2 separate regions of the Bos taurus genome follow, and region 1 is linked to region 2. Evidence: chromatin contacts called from public Hi-C data. All regions are on one chromosome and are shown on one strand. Each heading gives the region's core, a stretch centred on a gene start, on an enhancer-like site or on the middle of the called end of the contact. The rest is flanking DNA. Distances are from core to core; before and after follow the strand shown.

Region 1 (4,629 bases), core at 1,109-3,608, 100 kb before region 2:
AATCGCAGCACGCCAGGCCTCCCTGTCCATCACCAACTCCCAGAGTTCACTCAGACTCACATCCATCAGTCAGTGATGCCATCCAGCCATCTCATCCTCTGTCCTCCCCTTCTCCTCCTGCCCCCAATCCCTCCCAGCATCAGAGTCTTTTCCAATGAGTCAACTCTTTGCATGAGGTGGCCAAAGTACTGGAGTTTCAGCTTTAGCATCAGTCCTTCCAAAGAAATCCCAGGGCTGATCTCCTTCAGAATGTGACATCATCCAGGTACAAAAGATTACATACTGTCTGATTCCATTTCTATGAAGTTGTAGAATTGGCAAGATTGATATATGGTGGTAGAAATCACATCAGTGATTGTCAGAGAGTCATGAGGAGGGGAGAGGAGATTGCAAAGTAGCACAAGTGAATTTTCTGACTGGGCAGGTTGTTACATGGTGTATATATTTATGAAAAGTTATCAAATTGTATACTTATATATGACTACTAATATACAACTTATGATAAATTTGTTTTTAAGTGGATGAGCACAATATTAAGTATTCAGCAAGCTCTGGGAGTTGGTGATAGACAGGGAAGCCTGTCATGTGGCAGTCCATGGGGCCACAAAGAGTCAGACCCGACTGAGCTACTGAGCTGAACTGAACTGTAGAGTACTTCATCCAATGACAGCAGAACACACATTCTTCTCAAGGTCACATGCAACATTGTCTAAGATAGACTACATTCTGGGCCAGAAGCCACACCTTAACAAATTTACAGGATTAGAAATCATACAAGTCTGTTCTCAGACCGCAACAGAATTAAAACTAGAAATCAATAACTGAAAAATAACTGAAAACCCCAAAATACTCCCAAATGATTAAACAACACATTTCTGAACAACACATGGGTGAAAGAAGGGTTCTCAATGGGATTTTTAAAATATTTTTAACTAAATGAAAGTGAAACCTCAATTTATCAAAATTTGTGGGAGGTAGTGAAAGTGCTACTTAGAGTGAAATTTATAGCATTGAATGAAAAATATAGCAAAAAAGAAATATTTAATTATATAAGATGTAAAATAACAGTATAATATGAATATTTATTCATGGTAAAGAAGAAATATATAAAATCAACCATCTAGGATTCTATCTTAAGAAGCTAGGGAAAGAGAAAATTAAATCCAAAGAAACAGAAGAAAAGAAATGGTCAAGAGTGAAGCAAAAACCAATGAAATTGAAAAGGGGGAATCCATAAAGAAAAACAATGAAATCAAAAGCTGGTTCTTTGCAAAGATTACTAAAATCAATAACCTTGTAGCTAGACTCCAATTTGTAGAAGACACACATTACTCATCACAGAAATGAAAAAAAGGATGTCATCATGATCTCATGGACCTTAAAAGGGTTAATTAAGGAATACCATGGGGAAAAAAAAGAACACCATGAACAATACTATGACCACAAGTTTGATAACCTAGGTGAAATGGAACAATTCCTTGAACTTTACAATATACCAAAACACACAAGAAGAAACAGACAATCTGAATAGGCTTATATCTACTATAAATATTAAATCAGTATTTTTTCACTTTCTCTTACCCTTGTGCAGTTGGTGTCCACAACTCGGGGAACATCTGGGCTTTGACACCCCCTGTCTATGGCTAAGTGTCAGAACAAAGTACAGTGACCATGGAGAACCCTGAATTCATAGGCATCATTTCAGGGAGTAATCCAGGGATGGCAAACCAATGAAAGCAAAGAACCAGCTTGCATCAGATGCAGTCATTTCCCATACTGGTCTAATCGCCTGTGAATTCTTAGTCTTACTAGGTTTGCTGGCGATGGGTCACCTGAATTGAATTCACTTTAATGGGTGGAGGATCATGTAGGCAATTGGCCTTCATCTTAGGGCCAATCTGTGTCACCAGAGTTTTTCTTCTGTTGATAAGGATGTTCTGGTGCCTTACCAGGCAGCTTGGGTTTTATGTATGAGTCATAATGAATCAGAATTTTTGTTTTGATCCAGTTCAGCAGTTATGTCTCTGAGAGGCTCAGGTGGACACTTGGAGCCACCCAGACACAGTTAGATTGCAAATTCTGTCGCAGAGGGAGAACTCTACAAATCATTCTCTGACTGGTTCCAAAAACGACGAGGAAAACAGGATTGTACAGCATTTAGTGTCACCAATTAGCAAAGTCATGGGGCTGAATCAGTCATTTCAAAACTGAATATCCACCAACTCAAAGGCAAGCGGCCTTTTAATTATTTGGGAATAATGGGCCTCAGGGAAACGAGTGCTCTCAACCTTGTGATCGGAGCAAGGTTCAGGAGCTGGAACGGTTTTGGCTGAGTCACCGCTGGCTGCATGACCCCACGCACATCACCTGACCTCCACATGCTTCGGCTGGCCCGGCTGCAGAGATGAGTAAATGTGGCCCAGAAGGCCCTGACGCGAGAGAGAGCCTTTTGCACACAACTGCCCTGGGGCAGCTTCTAGGGGTGCAGGTTATATCTGTTAGGAGGATCCTAAGAGGGACTCCCAGAGGAGCCTCATTCTAAAAGCCAGCTCTGGAAAGGTGACCCTTCCCTATTCTGTGGGAGGGAGTATACGCTGGCCAAAACTTCACGTATTTTGAACATACGATTTTCCCTCAATGATATTTATTCTTAGAAAATCATCAGTATTATATACAAACATTAATGTTCAACAGTGTTCATCGTAGCATTGTCTTTAATGATGGAGAACTGGAAATTATCTAAATGTTAAACTGCAAAGCATTAATAAGTAAAATATAGGACCTCTGTATTTCGGAATAGTGGACAGCTATTGAAAAAAATCACTATAGCAGAACAATTAATAATTTCCTAGCAGATGTGGGAAAATGTCCACAATAGTAAGTAGAAAAGGATTATAAAACAAGGTGAGAATAATCTAACTTATTTAAAACTATATATACTCCCATGCATATAATAAACAGCTGGAAGGATATACACTGAACTGTTAAGTGTTCAGTTTCTGGGCCTTAGAATTGTGAATCCTTTTTTTATTCATGATGTTTCCTGAAGCTCCAAATTTTCACAATGAACATGTGTTCTTTTTGCCATAAACATCAAGTTTCTGTTAACTGGGACTCTCGTGTATGAGGCCAACCTGCACACATACGTATGGAGCGAATGAATACAGTGACATGTCTGTGAACTAAGACTTGAGCAATACCAGCCCTGGAGGCTCTCCGGCCAGGGAACAGAGTGGGATTTTTATTTGAGAAGCCTGAGCCTGGAAGAATGATGACTCTGTGGGTGGTTTCATAGATCCTCAATGCACGTGGCTTCCAGACCTGACTCTGCCCTAAAATTCTGGTTTGCTGACCAAAACTGAACAGTGAGTTTGCCTAGGCTAATTGCCCTGCCTAAGCCTGGGGTTTACTCTGTATATATTTAATATCTATTAAGCAACACTTGATCCTGCTCACTAGGAAGTATGTTCCAAAGGAAAGCTTTCTTTTAAAGTTAAGCAAACAGCCTTGGTCAGGGGCCCTAACAGCTGGGAATCATGCAGTTAACTTCTTAAGCATCAAGTCTACATGAGCGTCCTGAGTCACAATTCCATAGTTGACTGGATGGTAATCTCACTGTGATGCGCCCTGTGTGGGAACAAAACTTTTCAAACGGCACATCTTCCTTTGAGGAGAAAGCTGTATCCATCATAATTCATACTGGGAAGAAAATAGGCAATTTATGGGACAGTAAAATTCCATCACGCATAGAGCTTCCAAGATAATATTCTGAAGTAACACAGTCATTCTTAATTCCTTTTACCAAAGCTGAGAGGCAGGGGTAGTAGAGCTCAGAATTCTTGATATCTAGCTTGGGATAGCTTGCTTAGGGCCACAGTGAACATGTGTCTTTCCTAAGCAAATTTTTTTTTAATTTTTATTTTATTTAAATTATTTTTTTAATATTTTATTTTTAATTGTAGGATAATTGCTTTATACTATTGTGATGATTTTTGCCATACATTGACATGAATCGGCCATAGGTATACGTATGTCCTCTTCCTCTTGTAGGCCCCTTCCATCTCCTTCCCCCTCCCACTCATCTAGGTTGTCGCAGAGCACTGGCTTGGGGTTTCCTGTGTCACACAGTAAACTCCCACTGGCTATCTATTTTATGTCTGGTAATGCATGTGTTTCAATGCTATTCTCTCAAATCATCCCACTCTCTCCTTCCCCCATTGTGTCTAAAAGTCTGTTCTTTATGTCTGTGTTTGCTTTACTGCCTTGCACATAGGATCATTTGTATTATCTTTCTAGATTCCATATATATGCATTAATACATGATATTTGTCTTTCTCTTTCTGACTTACTTGGCTCGGTATATTAGGCTCTAGGTTCATCCACCTCATTAGAATCGACTCAAATATCTTCCTTTTTTTAGCTGAGCAAAAGTCCATTGTATATGTGTACCACAGCTTCTCTCTCCATTCATCTGTTGATGGACATCTAGGTTGCTTCAGTGTCCTAGCTATTGTAAATAGTGTTGCAGTGAACATTGGGGTACATGTGTCTTTTTCAATTATGGTTTCCTCAGGGCATATGCCCAGTAGTGGGATTGCTGGGTCATATGGCAGTTTTATTCCTAGTTTT
Region 2 (4,470 bases), core at 698-3,197:
ATTAAACTCTTTGGAGGGTTGTTTAAGGATTTTATTTAAGGTATGTAAAAGACTTGGCACAGAGATTGGCATACGCATAGTAAGTGCTTGCAAGTTGAGGGCAGATATTATTTCATTTCTTTGGTAAGTGACTACACTTTCTGAATGACTAGCACAGTGCTACAATGCATTGATGTGAACAATTTGTTTCATGTGAATAATTTACTTTATGTGAATGTGTTTATGCGAACATGTGCATGCTAAGTCACTTCAGACGTGTCTGACTCTTTGTGACTCTATGGAGACCATAGCCCGCCAGGCTCCTCTGTCCATGGGACTCTTCAGGTATGAATACGGGAGTGGGTTGCCAAGTCCTCCTCCAGATGTGAAAATATTCAGGGACAAATAGAGAGAGGAAAAAAATTACTATGTGACAGAAAAATTTCTAGTTTTATTTTTTTTAAGATAAAATTACTAAAATTGGTAGTAATCTCTCAGTCATTTAAAATTATAAAAAGTTCACACCAAGTTGGGAATTAGAATCAAGATGTCTTAAATTGAGAAGTGAGAAGAAATGTATTTTTCTCGTTAGATTAAAAAACCATAATGGTGCTGAATTTTGGAATTATGTAGCCAGTCTGCATGTTATGGTGTGAGTGTAAAAATCACCACTACCAAAGGGAAAAGAATCCTTCTAATTTTGTGTACATGATCCATTATAGTTTCTTTGGTACTTTGTTATGAAAGGCTGGCTTTCTTCTTGTAAGCTGACTTTAACATCACATGGATGGCGGATCTGGTATTTTCCCTTTACTCAGAGTTGTTTCTTTCTAAAACATACATCTCAGGGTATATGCCCAGTAGCAGGATTGCTGGGTCATATGATAGTTTTATTCCTAGTTTTTTAAGGAACCTCCATACTGTTCTCCATAGTGGAATACCAGTTCGTTTGTTTTTTAAAATCAGTTACATAGTGAAATTCAAAATCAGAAAGATGAGGGGAAAAATACATAGTAAAATATTCTGAAGTGGAACTGATGGAAAAATATGACTCCCTTGAAAAATCAAACGTTTTCATACCCCACTGCTCACCATTTATTCTAATTCTGACCTATCTAGTGGTTAAGAAAAATCCATAACATACAGAATCCCGGATTTATTAATAGTGTTGATTAGGAACAATAAATAAATTTGCTTTGAACAGCAAAAAATAAAAATAAAAAAAGCAGAACATACACCTTGAGAGAAGGGCGGAAGTCAGAGGTGGGCAAGCACTAAATGTGGCATTGAAGATACTGGCAGAGCCTGCGCTGGACCGTGAACCTCAGAGGTGAGCATCAAGGCATATTCTGACTTAGAAAGTGGAAGAAATGAAACTGCTTTTGGAGACAGAATAGATGTGGAGGAGGGGAAGCTTGTGGTGACAGCCGTCAGAGCAGCAGAAGAGACAAGCAAGGCAGAGAAGACAGAGAGAAAGCTCAGTGTGCAAAGTGCTTGGCTAGGTCCCAGTGCCTGGTGGTGGTGATGGCAAGAGGCATGTGAAGAAAAGTTAGAAACATGTAAAAGAGGTAAAGGAAATTTTGAAGAGAAATATGGTTTTCCAGCAGTGCCATCTTGTGTAGTATGTCTTATGCTACTTTGCCACGGTTAGACTTTCAAATAATTTTCTATCTAGTGGCTTTTATTTATCTAATCAGCAACTGCCTGATCATACGACACCAGTGTTTACTAAAGACTTATTACATGTGGGTTAATCAGTTCACAGAAGCTACAGGAAAGTGCGCCCATTTCTCCCCAATAATTGAGAAGTGAGGTTGTTTGTTCTTTGGGAGGCGAGCCAGTACAATCCACACGCAACTCACGTGATTAGCCATTGTGAAGTAAAATAGATTGGCCGCCAACACATGAGGAGAACTGGCTTCCTGTGTGACATGCAAACAAAGGCAGAGTGCCCAGGTCAGGGTCAATGCCAGCAAAAGCCCAGTCCACTCACTTCATAACTAGTGCATAAGCATGCTGATTTCACATAGCAGGCTCTGTGAGTGTGGATAATAAGTTTCTACCTTTATGAGATGGATCTATTCACGATTTGTTGAGCCAAGCTCCCGGGCATTCAGGCTGAGAGCCAGGCCCTGAGTCATGGTGAACTCACCTAAGTAAATGCCACCTGGTGGACACTTACCTACATAACCAGCTGGCTTTCCCCATGCCAAGCCTGCCTCATTTCACTTCATCAAGAGCCCCTGGGCTAGGCACTGGAAATATAGGTGAGAAGATGAAAGTGTTGCAACCCCCAGGAAACTCATGGTCCTCTAGGAAACACAGGTCAGCATACGAACAAAGGCAAGGCCTGGGTACCAAGGAAGCAGGATAGATATGCATCTCATGGGCTGGGGCGTCATGGACAGCATCCTAGAGAAGGTGGCACCTGGGTTGACTACTGAAAGAGGGGCATCCTTCGTCAATAAGATGAATGAAGACATACCAGGCACATAAAATGGGATGAGCAAAGGCAAACAGGCATGAAAGTATCTGGAGTGTTTGCGGAATGACACATGGATTGGGATGGCTGGGCTTTGGGACTTCCCTAGTGGTTCAGTGGTTAAGACTCCGTACGGTCAATGGAAGGGATGTGGTTTCTATTCCTGATTGCAGAACTAAGATTAACATGCTGCTAGTGCAGCCCACCCCCCAAAAAACATAGTAGACCAGGAATGGCTGGGCCTCTGGGGTATACAGATGAATATGGGAGCTGTAAGAAGAGAAGCAGGTAGGGGCCAGATTATTGCAAGAATCATACACCCAGGTGAAGAGTTTAAACTTTATACAGAAAGCTATGAGGAGGCACTGGAGAATTTCATACAGAAGGAAGGTGATTCACCATCTAGTCGGCAAAATAGTATGAGATAAAACATGGACTTAAATAACCAGACAAATTAACACATGATAAAAGCCACACGAGTGGCACAAAGAGATCAAAACAGAGAGAGAACTTTTAATAATAAGGATAATGAGAGGGGAGCCCTTTTAATTAATGCAGATACTGAGTTTGCCGTGACTATTCAATAGAGTAAGACAGCAGGAGATTGGCATTTCACAAGGCATGGACAGAGAGCCCCAGAGTTAAAAAAAAAATTTTGCTTAAAGATGAATAGCAGTATGTAGAGGAGTGTAAGATATGGCTGGAGATAAACTGGGAGCTCTCTGAAAGCTCTAAGGAGTTTGGATTTTAGCTGGCAGGCAATGGAGGATTGTGGCGATCTTAAGTTGGGGTAGGGGAGAAACTATTCAAAGCAGTGATTTCTGACAAGTGGTCTTAGCAGTGATATAGTGGGTGAACTGAAGAGGAGAGAATGACTAGATGTAGGAAGACCACTTAGGAGGCAGTTGCAATAATTCAGGCATGAAGTGCTATGAGTCTGAATTAGAGTAATGGCTGTGAGAATAAAAAGGATGAAAGAACAGGAACTAGGGGGACTCGATAGGAAGGAGATGGCAACGTTAAGCACCAGACTGAAGCTTCCAGGCAGCGGTCACTTGGGAAAGGATGGTCTCATTAAACACAGAAACAGAAACTTAGGGAGGAGGAATTGGATGCTTGTGTTTTGATGAAGACAAGGGAAGAATCTAAGAGGATCTTTGTTTATGGGATATGAAAATGAGAAAACATTTTAAAAGGCTAGAGAGGACAAGAGAGCTATGATGTACTGTGATTCAAAATTAAGGAAGACACTAATTTAAAGATGAAGGGAATAACAAAAAACATCAAAATTACACAAGGGTCAAAGGCAAGGAGAAAGAAGAAAAGGTCACTGGATTTAACAATTAGGTCATCAGGAAACAATAGGAAGATGGCAAATAGTGGAAGAGAAGAGAGTTGATTCAGAAATTGAAGGAGAGAGTGTACATCAATTGTTTTTAGAGAAAAAGTTGGTACTGCAAGGAAAGAGATTAATAGGATATTAGTTTTGGGGGGGGATAAGCGAATGCTTAAAGAAGATTCAATTAAGACCCAAAAGTGTTTATAAGAAAAAAGAGACTAGATGGTAATAAGAAAAAGATTCCAGTTATAAGAACAATGATTGAACTAATGATGGCAAAGGGGGAATGATGAAAAACAGATGGTTCTAAAAGAAGTGAGAGGACATAGTTGTTTACATGCAGAAAGGAAAACTTAATGGAAATAGACTTTCACGTGGATACATTTTAAGAACTAAGTATATTCATGTAAGTAACTTAGAACACTGCTTGGCATGTATTTAGGGTGTAATAAATTCTAGGTATCATAATTGCAATCTTATTGATAGATGGATGTCAAATCTCATGCAAAGCTATAGTTTTAATACAATCAACAAATTCTGTACTTGAATAATATGAGGTTAAATTATCCTCATTTTCAGTTTAGTAGTATTACGAAGGATTTTTTTAAATTCCTAATAGGAATATTTCATATGAGAAAAGAAATAAAAATATATCCTATTGACTCTGAAA

What was found. Hi-C and Micro-C count contacts between places; a contact is called where the count stands out from the background.
Region 1: a contact with region 2 is called in a Hi-C map of liver, with 2.2 times the contacts expected there. The contact joins two enhancer-like sites. A contact is called at or near these places in 2 of 11 Hi-C or Micro-C datasets (liver and skeletal muscle).

What each region holds. Positions count from the first base shown.
Region 1 is chr5:83,594,335-83,598,963 of ARS-UCD2.0, reverse strand. No RefSeq gene overlaps it. Among named protein-coding and RNA genes, the nearest start is that of TRNAG-UCC, 77 kb to the right of the region's middle. Within about 2 kb of position 2,358, at least 6 of the 102 cell types and tissues checked have an H3K27ac peak or open chromatin away from gene starts, as enhancers often do. A contact at or near this core is called in liver, where this site is marked.
Region 2 is chr5:83,489,213-83,493,682 of ARS-UCD2.0, reverse strand. The region is part of intron 52 of ITPR2 (inositol 1,4,5-trisphosphate receptor type 2); the gene reads right to left. Among named protein-coding and RNA genes, the nearest start is that of TRNAG-UCC, 28 kb to the left of the region's middle. Within about 2 kb of position 1,947, at least 14 of the 102 cell types and tissues checked have an H3K27ac peak or open chromatin away from gene starts, as enhancers often do. A contact at or near this core is called in liver, where this site is marked.